Regions from separate parts of the Rattus norvegicus genome. Here region 2 is linked to region 1. Evidence: chromatin contacts called from public Hi-C data. All regions are on one chromosome and are shown on one strand. Each heading gives the region's core, a stretch centred on a gene start, on an enhancer-like site or on the middle of the called end of the contact. The rest is flanking DNA. Distances are from core to core; before and after follow the strand shown.

Region 1 (7,462 bases), core at 1,785-4,284:
TGGCACTCTGTAAAGACTGTTTGCCTCACAAGGCTCAAAAGGTTACAATTACAGGGAAATTAGAGGGAAATTTTCTTTTTCCAATTTTGAGATTCAGCTTCTGCAATGTGAAAGGAAACAAAGAAGCTAGTCCATCAGAGTTTGAGAAAAGGGAGGGGGGCTATTCTAATCTGGCCAGTGAAGCAAAAGGTTCAAATCTAAAAAGGAACCCGAAAAGCTTCATTAAAAGTCAGACCATTTGTGCAATGACTGGACCTTTGCTAAAAACAATACAGCTAGGCAAGAGACAGCAGGCCTTATTACCACATAAACCTTCCACTAAGTCAGCCAAGAGTCAGATCTGAGTTGGGGTCCACTTAATGCTGCTCTCTGTGCTCTCAGAGAGCATTTTCAAAGTCACTGACTGAAAATTCACAGTGCAACTGAAAGCACAACATATGCACACCTTACCTCAGTTAACCAAGACCCCAGAGTCTGCATAACTGTTAATCTCAAGCCGTCCTCAAGCTACAGTACACTCAGGTGTGAGGAAGCGCTTCAAACGCTGCTTTGAGATTGTTTTCAAATGAGGAAACAACACCATTACTGCACACGTAATTCAAAGCAAATATGGAATAAATATAAAAGGAAATACCACTGAAGAACTGAGTCAAAAGAAGAGTTAATCTCAGAATGTCATTTTAGTGACAAAACTGCCTGACAGTCAAACACAGCAAGTCCCGCGCGCGGCCCCAGGGCTGTGAAGTCCCAGAACTGTGGAGACACTAACAGCTACACCTACTACTGTCTCCAGCCACTTGCTAAACCCGTTCCTTCTCTGTCAGCTGGAAAAACCTAATTAATGATAGTCAATTTCAAGAATTCTTTAAGAGTGAGGTAAGAAAAAAGTCTTCTGTGACACTGAAGCAAGTCACCACTCCAAATATCTCATTTGCCCCAACCATTTATGTTCAAGCTGTCACCCAGGTTATCTTAAATCACTGTTGTTAATGCCTTCGTGCCAATAACATATTTCATGGGAAAATGCTTCAGAAATAATATTCTAGTTAATAACTGGGTTGTCACTTTAGAGGTGGACACATCAGTGGCCATCAACTGCTTTACTTAAACCTTTTAACTGCTTTGCATAATCCTATCAGCTTTTTTTCCACCCCAGTAAAGGCAGCTTAATTGCAGTGTTGGAGAAAGGACAAGAGGATATGGGAAAGTCGTTAAACCAACATACAGAAAATCATTCCTGTGCCTAAACGACACTGCTGGAGCAATCCCGGAGGGCTTTATGTTGTGGCTGTCCAAAAGGATCAGCCAAAGAACCTTTGCTCTGGAGATACTCCATTCGAGAAAGGAGAAAGTTAACACTTCACTCCCACAGAGTACTAGTATAAAAAAGAATGGCTTTAAGACTCTGAGTCAGAGTTTCAACATGAAAGGCTCGATTTATAGAGGAAACGCCAACCCCAGTTCATCCAGATAGACCTGGAACCTGATGAGAGTCGACACCTCCCTCTGAAATTTGCATCGCATCACCGGCTTGGTAGTATGAATTTCAGTGAAGGTTGCCTCTCAACTAGCCATCAGAAAAAAAAAAAAAAAATCAAATCCATAAAGCACCAAGGCAGTCTACGAGTTACCTGTCCCCAATGCTTCCCCTTCCAAGAGGAATGCCAACAATCCGGCACAACACCTCCCTTGAAAGCTAGCTATTTCCCGTGCCTCTGGTTTTGGACTCGGTGAGCCCCGATGAAATTTCAATCTGCCCAACGCGATAGCTTGCCCACATTGAAATGCCATGGAGCGACTTATGAACCTGGCAAGTTGCCTTTAAGGTCAGGAGCGAAGTTGGAAAGGGCAAGGAAAGAAAAAGTTCTGTATACAGACAGCACCCTCATGCCTCTCCAACCTTATGACGGTTTCCTTCCTCCAAGGAACGCAGGTTGGAGCATCCCCCAACCCCATCTCAGTCCCCAGGATCTCCCAGGAGAGAAATTAACACCCTTGAGCCCGCACCCGAATCTTTCCTTTCCCCACCATTAACCCACTGGGCCTTGGCCCCTGCAGCACACCTGCAAAGAGCTCACCGAGTGACGGATGGGGAAGGATCGCTCCGAGGAGCCCGGAGCCGAAGGGTAAGCACGGCCACCGGGCGGGGATGCGGGGATCCGGGCCTCTAGGGGTGCCGATCCGGATCCCGAGGGGCGAACGTGCGCGCGCGCAGTGCGCGGTGAAGTGCAGACTCGCCCCCGCCGGGACCGCGATCCCCAGCACGCCACTAAATCGGAAATCTAACTTTCAGCCGCTGTGAGCGTCCAGCTCCAGACCGCGAATCCCAAGCCGGGGGCGGAGGGGGGGACTGTCAGTAGTGCCGCCCCGCCCCCCCCCAGCCCTGCCCTCCTGAGCCACTTACCGCTTGGCCTGGGCTTCCCGGTGCTGCCGCGCGTCCGGGGCGCGTCGTCCGCGCGCTCTCCCTGGGGAGAAAGAGAAAGCGTGCAGACGGTCGGGGCGCGCTCGCTCGCCGCCTCCTCTGTGGAGATCTGAGGCTCCGAGCGCCGGGCGAAGGGGCCGCCCGGGCAGGATTAGCACAGCTCCCCAGCCTCGCTCCGAGGAGGTCCCCGCAGCGGCCGCACTCCGTGAGCTGCGGAGGCCGAAGTGATTAGTCCCGGGGCATCAACTATTGTGCAGAAGCCGGGACCCCGGCTCGCACCCCCGAACCCCTCATCCCGCCCGCCGGCTCCGGGGAACGAGCGAGCGGCGCCCGGGGAGAGTCCGGGCTACGGAACACGGTGCTGGGCGCCGTGGGGGGAGGAGGGGAGTTGCGTGGCCGCGGGGGAGGGGACAGGTAACTGCCCACCGGGACTGGAGGACCCGCGGAGGGACAGCGCGGGAAGGGAGTCCCGGACGGCGGCGATGAGCGCGCTGCGGGAGGTCTCCCGGGCCCACCCTCCCTCCCTCCCCCCCGGGACACGGGGCCGCACTGACTTTCCGCTCACTCGCTCACGCACGTACTGAACTCGCTCACAAAGTTGCCGGCGGTGGCGGCGCTGCACTGGCCCTTCTCCCCGCCCCATCCCTTCCCTCCCTCCTCTCCTCCCTCCTTCAGTCTCGGGTGAGATCACCGCGGCGGGGTTCTGCGCTCAGGCAAGTCTCGCGAGATTAGAAGCCCAAGCTCGGGCCGGGGGAAGTGGAAGCCGGGTAGTGAGGGCCGTTGAACTTCTGGTTGTCATGACGACTCGACAGCCGAGTGCAGTTTTCACCTGCCTCCTCCGCTGCCCCAAGCCTAGCGGTGGGGAAGGGGAGGCTGGAGGAGGATGCAGGGCTTCCATAGACCTGCTTCTCGGAGGTGGGAGCATTTGGCCAGAGAAGCTCTGGGGCTTTAGAAGTCAGCGCATCTCTCTACTTCTAAATGTCCACCATGTACTCAGTTTATGAGCCTTCCTGTGTAATCTCATCTCCAGCCCCCGCACTATGCTTTCTTTTCCCCATCCTAACGCCCCCACGAGATGGCTTCTTGCGCATGTAGCTCACTCATGTTGGTATTCTCAGCGGGCTTTGTACCCTAGTAGGTACTGTATGTCTGTTGTTGAAAATGAAGGTAATAGTCCTTGTGTGTCCACAGTCACTCTACTTTGCCCAACCCCAAAGAGTACCTGGAATTTATGTCAGTTTCTGCACCACAGTCAAGTTTTTTACACTGCTAAACTCTGGTTTCTGTTTCAATCTTTTTTTTCCCTGTGGTTACATGTTTCTTTTCTCTTTGTAAAAACCTGGTTCACGGTAGAAGGGAACAGGAAACAAAACTTAAATTATGAATCCTCAGATTATACCTTTATACCTGATTACAAAACGTTATTGAGGGATTGGACAGATGACTCTGGGATTAAGTAAAGCACAGCGGCTCTTCCAGATGACTGATGTTCAATTTCCAGCTTCCATTTGGTGGGCCAACAACTATAATTCCAGTTCCAGGAGACCTGACACCCTCCAAGAACACCAGGCATAGACATGATATATATTCCAAAAGGCTATTGTTTGAAATCTCATTTTATTTCTAAATTGGAGAAATTTTTCTGTGGTGATTTTTGTTTTACTAAATAATATCCTGCTGTTGATAGAAACATGAAGTTTTGATGTCAACAAAGATGAATAAATATAGATTCCATAGTGTATAACAGAACTCACCATTAAAAAATTGATCTTTTTTTTTTTTTTTTGGTTCTTTTTTTCGGAGCTGGGGACTGAACCCAGGGCCTTGTGCTTCCTAGGTAAGCGCTCTACCACTGAGCTAAATCCCCAGCCCCAAAAATTGATCTTTAAATGTCAATATCAATATGAGGAAACTGTTAACTCAATCCCATACACATAGAAACCTAAAGGACCTTACTATATGAAGACTTAAACAGTTAAGACTTTTGGGATACCTGTGGCAATGGGGTGTGTGTGTGTGTGTGTGTGTGTGTGTGTGTGTGTGTGTGTGTAAGGGGGGGAGAAGGAGGAGGAGGAGCAGGAGGAGGAGGAAGAGGAGGAGGAGATGATGTCTGACTGGACAAGAGTGTAAAGGTATGATAGTACCTTGTGTTATCCATTCTCTCCTTCCACCTTTATGTGAGCTTTGAGAATCAAGCTCGGGTCACAGGGGGGAGAGGGTATGGAAAAGGGGGGTTATGGATGGGAAACCGGGAAAGGGGATAACATTTGAAATGTAAATAAAAAAATATCCAATAAAAAATTAAAAACTTGGGTCACAAGTTCATCTACCTGCTGATTCATCTTAAATGCCTGAACATTTTTGTTTTAGGAACTTAAGTGGCACAGTGATTAGAAAATAGTAGCTAGGGCCAAGAGAGGGGGGCTTGGGTTCTGTGCCACTAATAATTGAGACTCCTTGAGAACTTTACTGTCTCTTACACTACATCTGTAAGAACTGAGGGATAGCCCACATGTTATTACAGCTTTAAAATTCTGTAGCACTTCAGACCCATAAAAGTTTCCAATAAATAACAGATATTCCCCTTTTATATTGAACAATAAAAAAGCAAATGGGTGTTTCATTTATAGTAGGCCATTTGCACTATATTTTGCTACATGTTGATAATTTTATATCCAAGCTTCTTTTGTCTCAACAGCACAGACATCAAAAACATTGGACCTGTAATAATTTTAAAAGGCATTATTGGTGGTCGGCTTTTACACTAACTTAGAGTAGATTCCTTGTTGTTTAATAAACATGTCGATTCAAGTAAAAGAGAAACCGAATTACTTTGTCTTATAGCAAGGCAACTGGAAGGAAGGAAGGAAGGAAGGAAGGAAGGAAGGAAGGAAGGAAGGAAGGAAGGAAGGAAGGGGGGAAAGGAAGGAAGGTAAGAAAAATAGGATGGCAGGAACTGAAGCATCTTTTAAAAGTCTTTTATTCACACATGAGTGGGTGTGGACATGTGTATGCCGTCGAGCACATGTGGAGGTCAGACACTCAGAGCACACAATCTGTAGGAGTCCGTTCTTGCCTCCAACCCTGTAGATTCTGGGAATTGAACTCCAGTCCTCGGGTCCCTTACCCACCAAGTCACCTCATGTCACCATCAGCCCATGCATCTGTTTGTTTTAAGGATCAAACCCTTCATAACACCCTGGATATTTTAAGTCAGTTCTTGCTCAGTAATATAACAGTTTCACCCTTAAAGAATGGCCGACCAACACAGCACCGTTCTGAAGGCCACCTGTTTTACGAATCCCAAAGAGCCCTTTGAAACAGTCCACCCAAGTACTAGCCAAACCTGTTAACTTTCTTCAGTACTTTTTACGAGGCCCTGGTGAAGGGCGCTAGATTTCAAATTCCAGTGTTGGGTAAAAGTGATGGGTTTGTTACTTTAGCTTCAAGTAGTTTAACCCTGCCCTAATGTGGGATTCCTTACTCTCCCAGCTACAGACAAGTACTCGTTAGACGTCTGAAACCACACTTGCTTTCTAATCAATTAACTTCCTTTGTTAAATTACAGAGGAGCCACCGTGCTTCCCTCTCCACTCTATAAAGACAATATCACGCGCTCTCCTTCACCAAACCACTGAGTGTGACTGCCCGTGGCCTTGCTCCTTTCGTCTGCGAAACAAAGCAAATAGAAAAAGCTGAACGCACGGCCTTCCTGGACACTTCGCCTGCCAGCATGCGTCTGCACACTCTATCTAGTTTACCTGTCAGGATACAGGCTCTCTGCTTTGCTTTCTACCACGGCAACCTCTCAGACCATAGCTGGGATTAACTTCCTGCCTGTGTCCTACTCCGAGCCTCTCCAACTGAGGGACATGGATTCTGTAACTATACGTTCTCTGGCTGAGACCAGCGAATTTCCCTACTCCACTGAATCATCTTTCTTTTGCATGTGCGTATGAATGGGATGCTTTAGGTACCGGTCCCCACCTTTCTTCTACCTTGTTTGAAGCAAGGTCTCTTTGTTGTTTATTGCTAGGCTACAAACTCCAGACTGCTCTGCCCTTGGGCTTCCAGGATCCTCCCATCTCTGCCTCCCATAGAAGCATTGGGATTACAGATATACACTACTGTATAGGTTCTCAGGATTGGAACTACAGAGAGCACTTCACCCACTGAGCCAGTCCGAGGTCCCTGAAGCATTTTTCCTGTAATTTGCAGGCATTCTGTATGTGTACTGTGGTGGTTTGAATATGCTTGGCCCAGGGAGTGGCACTATTAAGAGGTGTGGCCTTGTTGGAGGAAGTGTGTCAATGGGAGAGTAGGCTTTGAGGCCCACTCCCCCTCCTAGCTACCTGGAAGACAGCAGTCTCCTCCTGTTCACCTTCAGATGAAGATGTAGAACTCTTGGCTCCTCCTGCACCATGCCTGCCTGGATGCTGCCATGCTCCCACTTGATGATAATGGACTGAACCTCTGAACTTGTTAGCCATCCCCAATTAAGTGTTGTCCTTTTTAAGAGTTGGCTTGGTCGCGGTGTCTCTTCACAGCAGTGGAAACCCTAACTAAGACAGGTACCTTGGTAAATTCCACGTCTGCCCTTGCTTCGCTTCAAATCTAGAGTCTTTGGGAAGAGCATGCTCGGTCCCTGCTGCCTTCCCTCCCTTCCCTTCCATTCTCCTGCAGTCGTTAGGAGCAGCCTCTTACCAGCCACTCCATGGAAACTGGTATTCGCAGAAACAGCAATGAAACCTCATCCTAAACTCTGTGTCCTCACCCGGCTCTGTGTCCACACCCTCGGCAGCAGACATGAAACCAGCAGACCCACCTTTGGAAATTCTTTCTGTTCCTTACCTCAGGTGAAGAGTCCTACCTTTCAGCCTTTTGGTCTCAGACTTCCGTGGATATCTATCTTCCCTTCGGGCTCTTCTCTCTCACCTTGTGGTGACCTTACCACTCTGATGATGACTCTTAAGACCTTAGCAATCTGGTGGCTGTGACATACTGACTGCTACCATTTTATACCTCCAGGTCAGCCATCCC
Region 2 (7,462 bases), core at 2,980-5,479, 280 kb before region 1:
CACCGTGGATCTTTTGGGTTAGCTGAGGTTTCTCTCGAGTCTGCTTCTGGCTGCTCCTTATGACTAGGCTAGCCCTCTGGCAAGCTAAGGAATTGGGGTGCAGCTGATACAGGGTGCTGAAGGGAGCTGGAGCTGCTCATGACAGATCTCCCACACTGAGCACCCGCTCGAGTGCACACACACACACACAGACTTCACACATAGCCAGGCTGCCTCTCAGTACCACCAGGCATCAGGCAGAGGGTGTCACAGCTCTGCAGACTTGAATTCTGGTGCATCACTTCCCTGGCAACAGAAGTGTGGCCATTGCTGGTGCTGCAGAGAAAATCAGGAGTGTGACTTCCTAGTGCCACCTTCCTCCTCACTGCCCTGCAGGCTCTTGACCTTCTGCTAGCCCTTAGGTGGCCCCAGGGAGGCCATAAGGTATCCTAATTTAGTTCCTCTGTTGCTATGGTAAAAACACTGACCAAAAGCAACTTGGAGAGGAAAGGGTTTGTTCGGCTTACACTTCCTCAGCACTGTCCTTCTTTGAGGGATGCAAGGCAGAAGTCAAGGCTGGAACTGAAGCTGCTCTCTGGCTTGCTTTCCTCCGCTTGCTCAGTTCGCTTTCATATCTAATCCAGGTCTACCTGTCCAGGGTCACACTGCCCACGGAGGCCTGGGTACTTCCCACATCAATCATCACTCAAGAAAAGAGACCATAGACATGATTATAGGTCAAGCTGATAGAGGAAATTTCTTAATTGAGGTTCTTCCTTCCCAGGTGTACTGGCTGGGGTTTTTGTGTCAACTTGACACAAGTTAGAGCACCCTCCATGACCTCTGCATCAGCTCCTGCCTCCAGGTTCCAGCCCTGCCCGAGCTCCTGTCCCAACTTCCTCCAGTGCTGGACTATGATCTGGAAATGTAAGCCAGATAAACCCTTTTCTTCCCAACTTGCTTTCGGGTCATGGTGTTTTTATCACCATAATAGAAACCTTAACTAAGACAAATTGGTACCTGTGTCGTGAGTTGTTGCTGTGACAGCCCTGACCATGGTTTGAGAAGGACCACGGAAGGACTTTGGAACCTTGGGTTAGAAGAGCCATTGGGTGTGGAGCGCTCTGTGGGATGTTCTGTAGGAGCTTGGAAGATAATGTTGAGAATGGTGCAGAAGATGCAGGCCTGGCCTGTGAAATCTCAGAGGGAAGATTAAAGACTATGGGGATTGTTTGCTATGTTGATTTAAGATTCTGTGGTTCTCCTTAACTGGGGCTGGAGATTCAGCTGTGATTAACAAGATTCCAGGACAACTAAAGCAAACCTTTGCCTTCCTGGGACAATCGATGCTGTCAGCTGGAGCTAAGAACTTAGCAGTGATTAAGAAGAGACCAGCATCACTGAGGTGAAATCTTTTGGGAAGTGTTTTCTGAGAGCACAAAGAAGCTGTGTTCCAGAGATAGCCAAGGCTGTACCTTGTGCTGTGGCTGGACTTGGTAACGTGTGAGAGTCACCCAGGTGGTACTGGTTTTGAAGGCATGAAGGGGTCATGAAGAGCAGCTGAGGCCTGGCACTGTGAGAGGCCAAGAAAGGCCATTGGTGAAGGTGCAGCCTCAGTAGCAGTTGAAGGCCTGGAACTGAAGGGGTCAGGCAACGGAGTTGAGGCTTTGAAGAGAGCCTATGAGAGGCTGGGCTGAAAGTGCAGCCCAGTTAAGTGGAAGGCTGCATCATTTTGGAAATGCCAGTGCCATGGGATAACCACCAGGTGGAATAGAGACAGCCAGAGCCTAACGTACGACAGGGGGCAGAGCAGGAGAAATGACCCAGACACTTTGAGGAGCTCAGAAGATCCTGTGTGGATGGACACTGAGTTATTTATACTGTTGGGGTTAGTTTTGCTTGGTTAGATGGTGACAGTGCCCTGCTTCATCCCCCTCAAAGAAGGCATTCAACTTAACTTTGATTTTTATGGGAGCCCACAGCTCAAAGGCCTTGGACTTTTTAAGAAATTTTGGATGTTTAGAGAGACGGTATATTTTAAAGAGATTGAAAATTTAATGTGTTTCAGTTTGTAAAGACTGTGGGACTTTTAAACTTACGTTTTTAATATGAGATCTTGGGGATGAGTAAGAAAGGAAGAATTGTGGCTCAATAGTGCTGTGCTTGTGTGTTGACACGGGGTCAACTCTGGCTGACTTCGTGTGTCAGCTCAACACAAGCTAGAGTCAGAGAGGAAGAAGCCTCAGTTGAGAAAATGTCTCCATGAGATCCAGCTGCAAGACATTTTCTTAATTAGTGATAGTGGGGTGGGGTCCCATCTCTGGGCTGGTGCTCCTGGGTTCTATAAGAAATCAGAGTGACCAAGCCAGTAAGCAGCACCCCTCCATGGCCTCCGCATAAGCTCCTGCCTCCAGGTTCCAGCCCTGCTTGAGTTCCTGTCCTGACGTCCTCCAGTGATGGATCAGTGTCAGCCAAAAAACCCCTTCGTTCCCAACTTGTTTTTGGTCTCGCTTGTTTTGTGGCAGTAATAGACACCTGGTGTCTTATACTTTCTATCGCTGTGACAAAACACCGTGACCAAAAATAAAGTTGGAGAGGAAACAGTTTATATTTCCATATCACTGTTCATCACCAAAGGAAGTCGGGACAGGAACTCAAAACAGGGCGGGAACCTGAAGCCAGGAGCCGATGCAGAGGCCATGAAGAGGTGCACACTTAAAGCAAGCTCACTGGCTTGCCTCACAGGGCTTGCTTAGCTTACTTTCTTATAGAACCACCATCCCAAGGATGGGTCCTCACCCACTGATCACTAATTAAGAAAATTCCTTACCACAGATCGTAATGGAGGATGACAGACACATCAGATCTTCCCAGAGTTTGCTACAATAGGCAGCCATTGAGAATCCTGGCCTCCAGGAGAAAGGAGACTTGGGCTGAATGTCAATGGCCTTACCCTCTCGGTCTCTGCTGGTGGTAAACTATAATATGGAGACCAGGCTGGTGAGAAGTCAGGAGAGGGTGCTCATCAGTGGATGAGCTGTAGGCCACTGACCTCCAAGACAAGAGCTAGAAACTGACTCCACTGTCCAGTCCCAAAGTTCAAAAAGGCCTTGCCCCACCCCCTCCGCCATGACAGCATTAGGGACAGGAGTAAGGGCCTCCAGGGAGATCAGTGTTTCCCTGTGCTGCCTATGACTCCAGCTGACATTTCTGGCGTTCTGACCCTGATGGGGGATTTAGTGCCAGTGAGAATGGAGCTGTCCTAAGGAGAATGAGGTTTTGTTTTAAGAGAAGGCTTCTGATTCCCCTTTGTTTGACAAGGTGTAGGAAAGCAGTCTGGCAGATCTGCACCTACTTGTCAAGAACACTGGCATTTCCCACCTAGCCTGTGGGAGCCTTGAAAAACCCAGCCAACCACCTGATAGAAGAACCCAGGGAAGAGCTTCAAGAACATGCAGATGGGGGCAGCGGGGATGGGCAGCTGAGCCCAGACTACTGCTCCCACCAAAGCCCCAGGAATGGGTGTCATCCTGAACTCTCCAAACCAGCCTGGTTGCCAGTGACTGAAGGCCCTAGGAGAGCCCACATGGAGCAGAACAAACACACAGCTGAGAAAAGCCCAAATCTCTGGCCCACAAAATGGTCAATAAACTGGAGGTTGGGTTTTTTGGTTTTTTTTTAAGTGATTAATTATGCAGTAGATTACATGGTCCTAGGTATCTGGACCCTGGGCTGGAGGAAGAGGACCCCATGGGACCCTTCTGTGGAGTGTTGGCAGGCAGGTAGAAGCATCTGGACTCATGCTGGGGTTTACCCTTGAGAACTGGGTTTGTTATGTTTCTCTCGGTCGGTCATCTGTTGCTTTAGCAAGCAGACTGCCAGGACCTTGGGCCTGGTGTTCTGACAGATGGGCTGAGAAGTATAAACTAGAAACTCTCTTTGTATTTAGAATTGCTGAGAACAGGGACCCACGTTGAAATCGTGGTCCTCACCTGTTCACTGACGTGCAGTGCCCGTAGCGGGATGTTGCAGTTACATAGATGAGAGGGGATTGATTCAAAGAACAAAATTAATGTTGTGGTTTAGTCTAAGATATCATGTATACTATTTATAGTTGGTTTTGAAACAGATTTTTGGTTAGCTTCCATCAAGCTTCTTCGTTTAGAAAAAGAAACACAGGGCATAGCTTAGGCAGGGCTGAGAATTGGCAAGGCACTAAGCAAACGATTGCTTAGGGGAGGCCCTGGCCTCGTGATCTGATGGCAAACCAGAGAGGTTTCTCAAGCCCAGTAATGCTTGCCTGCTGTGTTCAACAGTGTTACGTGCATGTGACACACACTAGGCTATGCTGTGCTGAACTAAATTGCGTGGTATAGCAATTTACAATCCAAAAGTCAGATACTAGTCTTCATTGGGTGGTCTTTCTGAACACCCTCCTCTAGCCCTCCCTCTCCCCCAATCACCTTGTCCATGATGGCTGGCTCTCTCCTTTAAGGTATCCCTCTTACCAAAGCTCCCCCCAGCGTTTTCAGGGGAAGCCTCTCCTCCCCTTTAAGGCCCCATCATGTTGTCTCTAATACCGTTATGACAAGTCCCTTCCCCTCTCTTCATAGAGCTCATTTTCCAATGGTGGCTATGTGGCAGAGCCTTCCCAAAGCCAACCCCCACTCTCTCATTTCTAACAGGAACCCAAGCCTCCATGACCTCCAGGTCTGTCCTGAAATTGGACAGGAAGGTCTTTCTCTGAAATGAAGTGCAAGTGGGGAACACCGGCTGTCAGAGACAGCATCACTTTAAACCAACTCCCACCAGATGTCGCTAACTCCCAGTCCTCTAATATTTAGGGATGGTCTCCATCTGAGTGTCTGTCTCTTCACCCCCACGATGACCATCCAACGGCATCGATACTGTCCATTTAGGTTCCGCACAACCAGGATGTGCAAGGGAGAATGTGGTTTGGCAATGGTTCTGGTACCACAGGCCAGGCTTTCACTCTGCTCTGTGTTCATTTGCTACCTGCTGGAAGTGATTTGACCTCTCAAAGCCTCAGCTTCTATAAATGGGGACATCCATAGACCTCATCCTGCCACAGGGCTGCTGTGAGAGCTCGTGGGATAATATGCGTAGGTGGGTTTACCCTTAATACACGCTGTGTAGGGTTATTTCACGATGGTGAACTCAGAAACCATGATGCTGCGGCAAGAGTTGGGGAGATTGTGACGCTTTGTTCTGGTGATAACATTTAGATAGAACCGCTATCCCCAAGGTTTCCATGATTGTCACCTGGGAAGATAGGGTTGATTATGTGGGTATAGTGTGAAGCGATGGTCTTGGAAAAATTCAAGGGATTTTTCTCAAAATCAAAAGGGCTTAACAAAATAAATCAGGGCCTGAGAAAACGGCTCAGCCGAATTCAATCCACAGAGTCCAGGTTGTGGACTGTGCTTATCATTCCAGCCTAGGGACGGGGAGACAGGAGCATCCTGGGGTCGGGGGCCTCACAGCCTACTTCGTGAGCTCTAGAGCAGTAAGAGACGGGCACTAATCAATCAATCAATCAATCAATCAATCAGTAAATAAGTGGTGATCAGCACCTAAGGAATGACAGACACCCAAGGTTAATAACCTCTGACCGTCACCTTCATGCACATAGATATGTGCACACACCAACACACATTTGTACATATATGGATGTACACACACACACACACACACACACACACACACACACACAATCAGCAGGTACCTCAGGCAGGGGTGAGCTTCCATCACTGGACATCTCCCAACACAGGTGGCTGGACATGGGGCAGGTCAGTAAAGAGCTAATGAAATCAGACCGGGCAGAACTGAGTGAACTGAATCTTTTAAAGTCCTAATTCCGTCTCATGATTCTAAGGTTTAGGAGAGATGAGGTTCATTGAAGAGAGGAAATGGTATCTCGGTCAACTGGCTTCAAGGCTGACCCTTGACGCCCAAGCTCAGAGACTACCCTAAATCCATCGACCTTGGAAACAAAACTCTAGCTGCTGTACCTTTAATCCACTGATCTTGATATTTGCCTCTAGGGCTACAGAGGTCAAGGCTGGATTGCCTTTCACAGCGAAACCATTAAACGCAGTGAGCAAGGAAGCCTATGCCTACACCTTCTCCTCCCCCAACAGTCCACCCTCACCACCTGTCCACCCAGCCTGGCTCCTACAATGGCCGCTGCCTCATGTATAGCACTTGCTAAATAGGCATGAGATGTGCCTACACTGGGTTTATCGTTGCCCCAACAGAGTTGGGTAAGCATATTGTCTAAAATTGCAATGGTTAACCTTCATTCTTAGAATACTCGTAAGCATTTTAGAAAAGTTACCAGGTCAGTTACAAACCCATCCTACCTTGCCACAGAGGCAAATAACCAAAGAACCACCTCCCCGCAACTATTGGTAGAGTCTAGTTTGCTATTTAAGTTGAAATAAAACTTACTTATCCATATTCTCTGAGGATTGTACTCCCAGGAACTCAGGCTTGGGAAGGTCAGTGTGTATTTACCTGTTTCATGTGATGGCTTGGGACAGGAAATGGCTTCCCTGGGTTTGTTAGTGCGATGTGTATTCTTGACAGTTCCCTGAGAGTCCTACAGCACATCCCTCTGGAGCCACTTATGCTTGCAAAGGAAGTCTGATATTACTGTTATAGTCACTGTGGGATTCCCTTCTTGGATGTTGAATTAGGAAAAGCCTAGGAGGGCTGTGGCTGGCAGTGTGCACTAGAGACCCTCAGCATGCTAACACGATCTCAGCTGCATGGAAAGGTGGGCTGCTGAAAGGAAGAGGAAACACGGGTGCAGCAGCAGGATGTGTGGGCACACTTATCTAGGGACGCCCAGAGCTATTGGGGGGGGGGTCACTTGGGTTGAACATGGGTCATGAGAAGTCCACAATGAAGGGTAAGATGAGCGGGAAATGTTTAGAGGCAGGGCTGTGAAGGCTCGCAGAAGTGCGGAAGAGGCGTAATAATACAGGCTCACAGGGTAATGGAAGGAAACCAGAGAGGTGCATGCTCACAGGACTGAAAGCTAGTGTGGCAAAGGGTAGAATGAGGGATAATGGGAGAAGGGGAAGGTGAGTTCATTTGGGTCTGTGCTGACTCACACTCACAAAGGCAAGATGGACAGTGTCTGAAGTCAAAGGATGTGGATCGGGAAGGGCATACTCCAATGGGTCCAGGAAGAACAATGCAAAGAGCCACAAAGGACCAGGGCTGTAGGGATGATTAGCATCTCCATAAAGACAGCCAGTGCATAACCTCAGTCTCTGAGCTTAAACTTTGTGTAGCGGATACAGAGGGTAAACAATGCCTTCCCTCTCTTTCTCCTCTCTGGCCAGAGGCAAAGGAAATGGGCTATTACTGGACAGAGGGAACATTTGGGCAAAGGTTTCTAGTTGTAGACCAGGTCCATGGGCAGCTGGGAAACTCCCTGGAAAATTGTGCTCTT

The links. A called contact is a pair of places that touch in the nucleus more often than the background predicts.
Region 2: a Hi-C map of liver shows a contact between it and region 1, with 2.1 times the contacts expected there. The contact joins the enhancer-like site here to the promoter of Sipa1l1 in region 1. A contact is called at or near these places in 9 of 12 Hi-C or Micro-C datasets (the A7r5 cell line, the Rat2 cell line, Schwann cells and 6 more).

The regions. Positions count from the first base shown.
Region 1 is chr6:107,566,210-107,573,671 of GRCr8, reverse strand. It overlaps Sipa1l1 (signal-induced proliferation-associated 1 like 1), which reads right to left and starts at 3,034. Exons shown (of 25, transcript NM_001389245.1): 1 at 2,977-3,034; 2 at 2,405-2,465.
Region 2 is chr6:107,852,183-107,859,644 of GRCr8, reverse strand. All of the region lies in intron 1 of LOC102552965 (a long non-coding RNA gene), which reads left to right. Among named protein-coding and RNA genes, the nearest start is that of Rgs6, 140 kb to the left of the region's middle. Within about 2 kb of position 4,229, at least 5 of the 93 cell types and tissues checked have an H3K27ac peak or open chromatin away from gene starts, as enhancers often do. A contact at or near this core is called in liver, where this site is marked.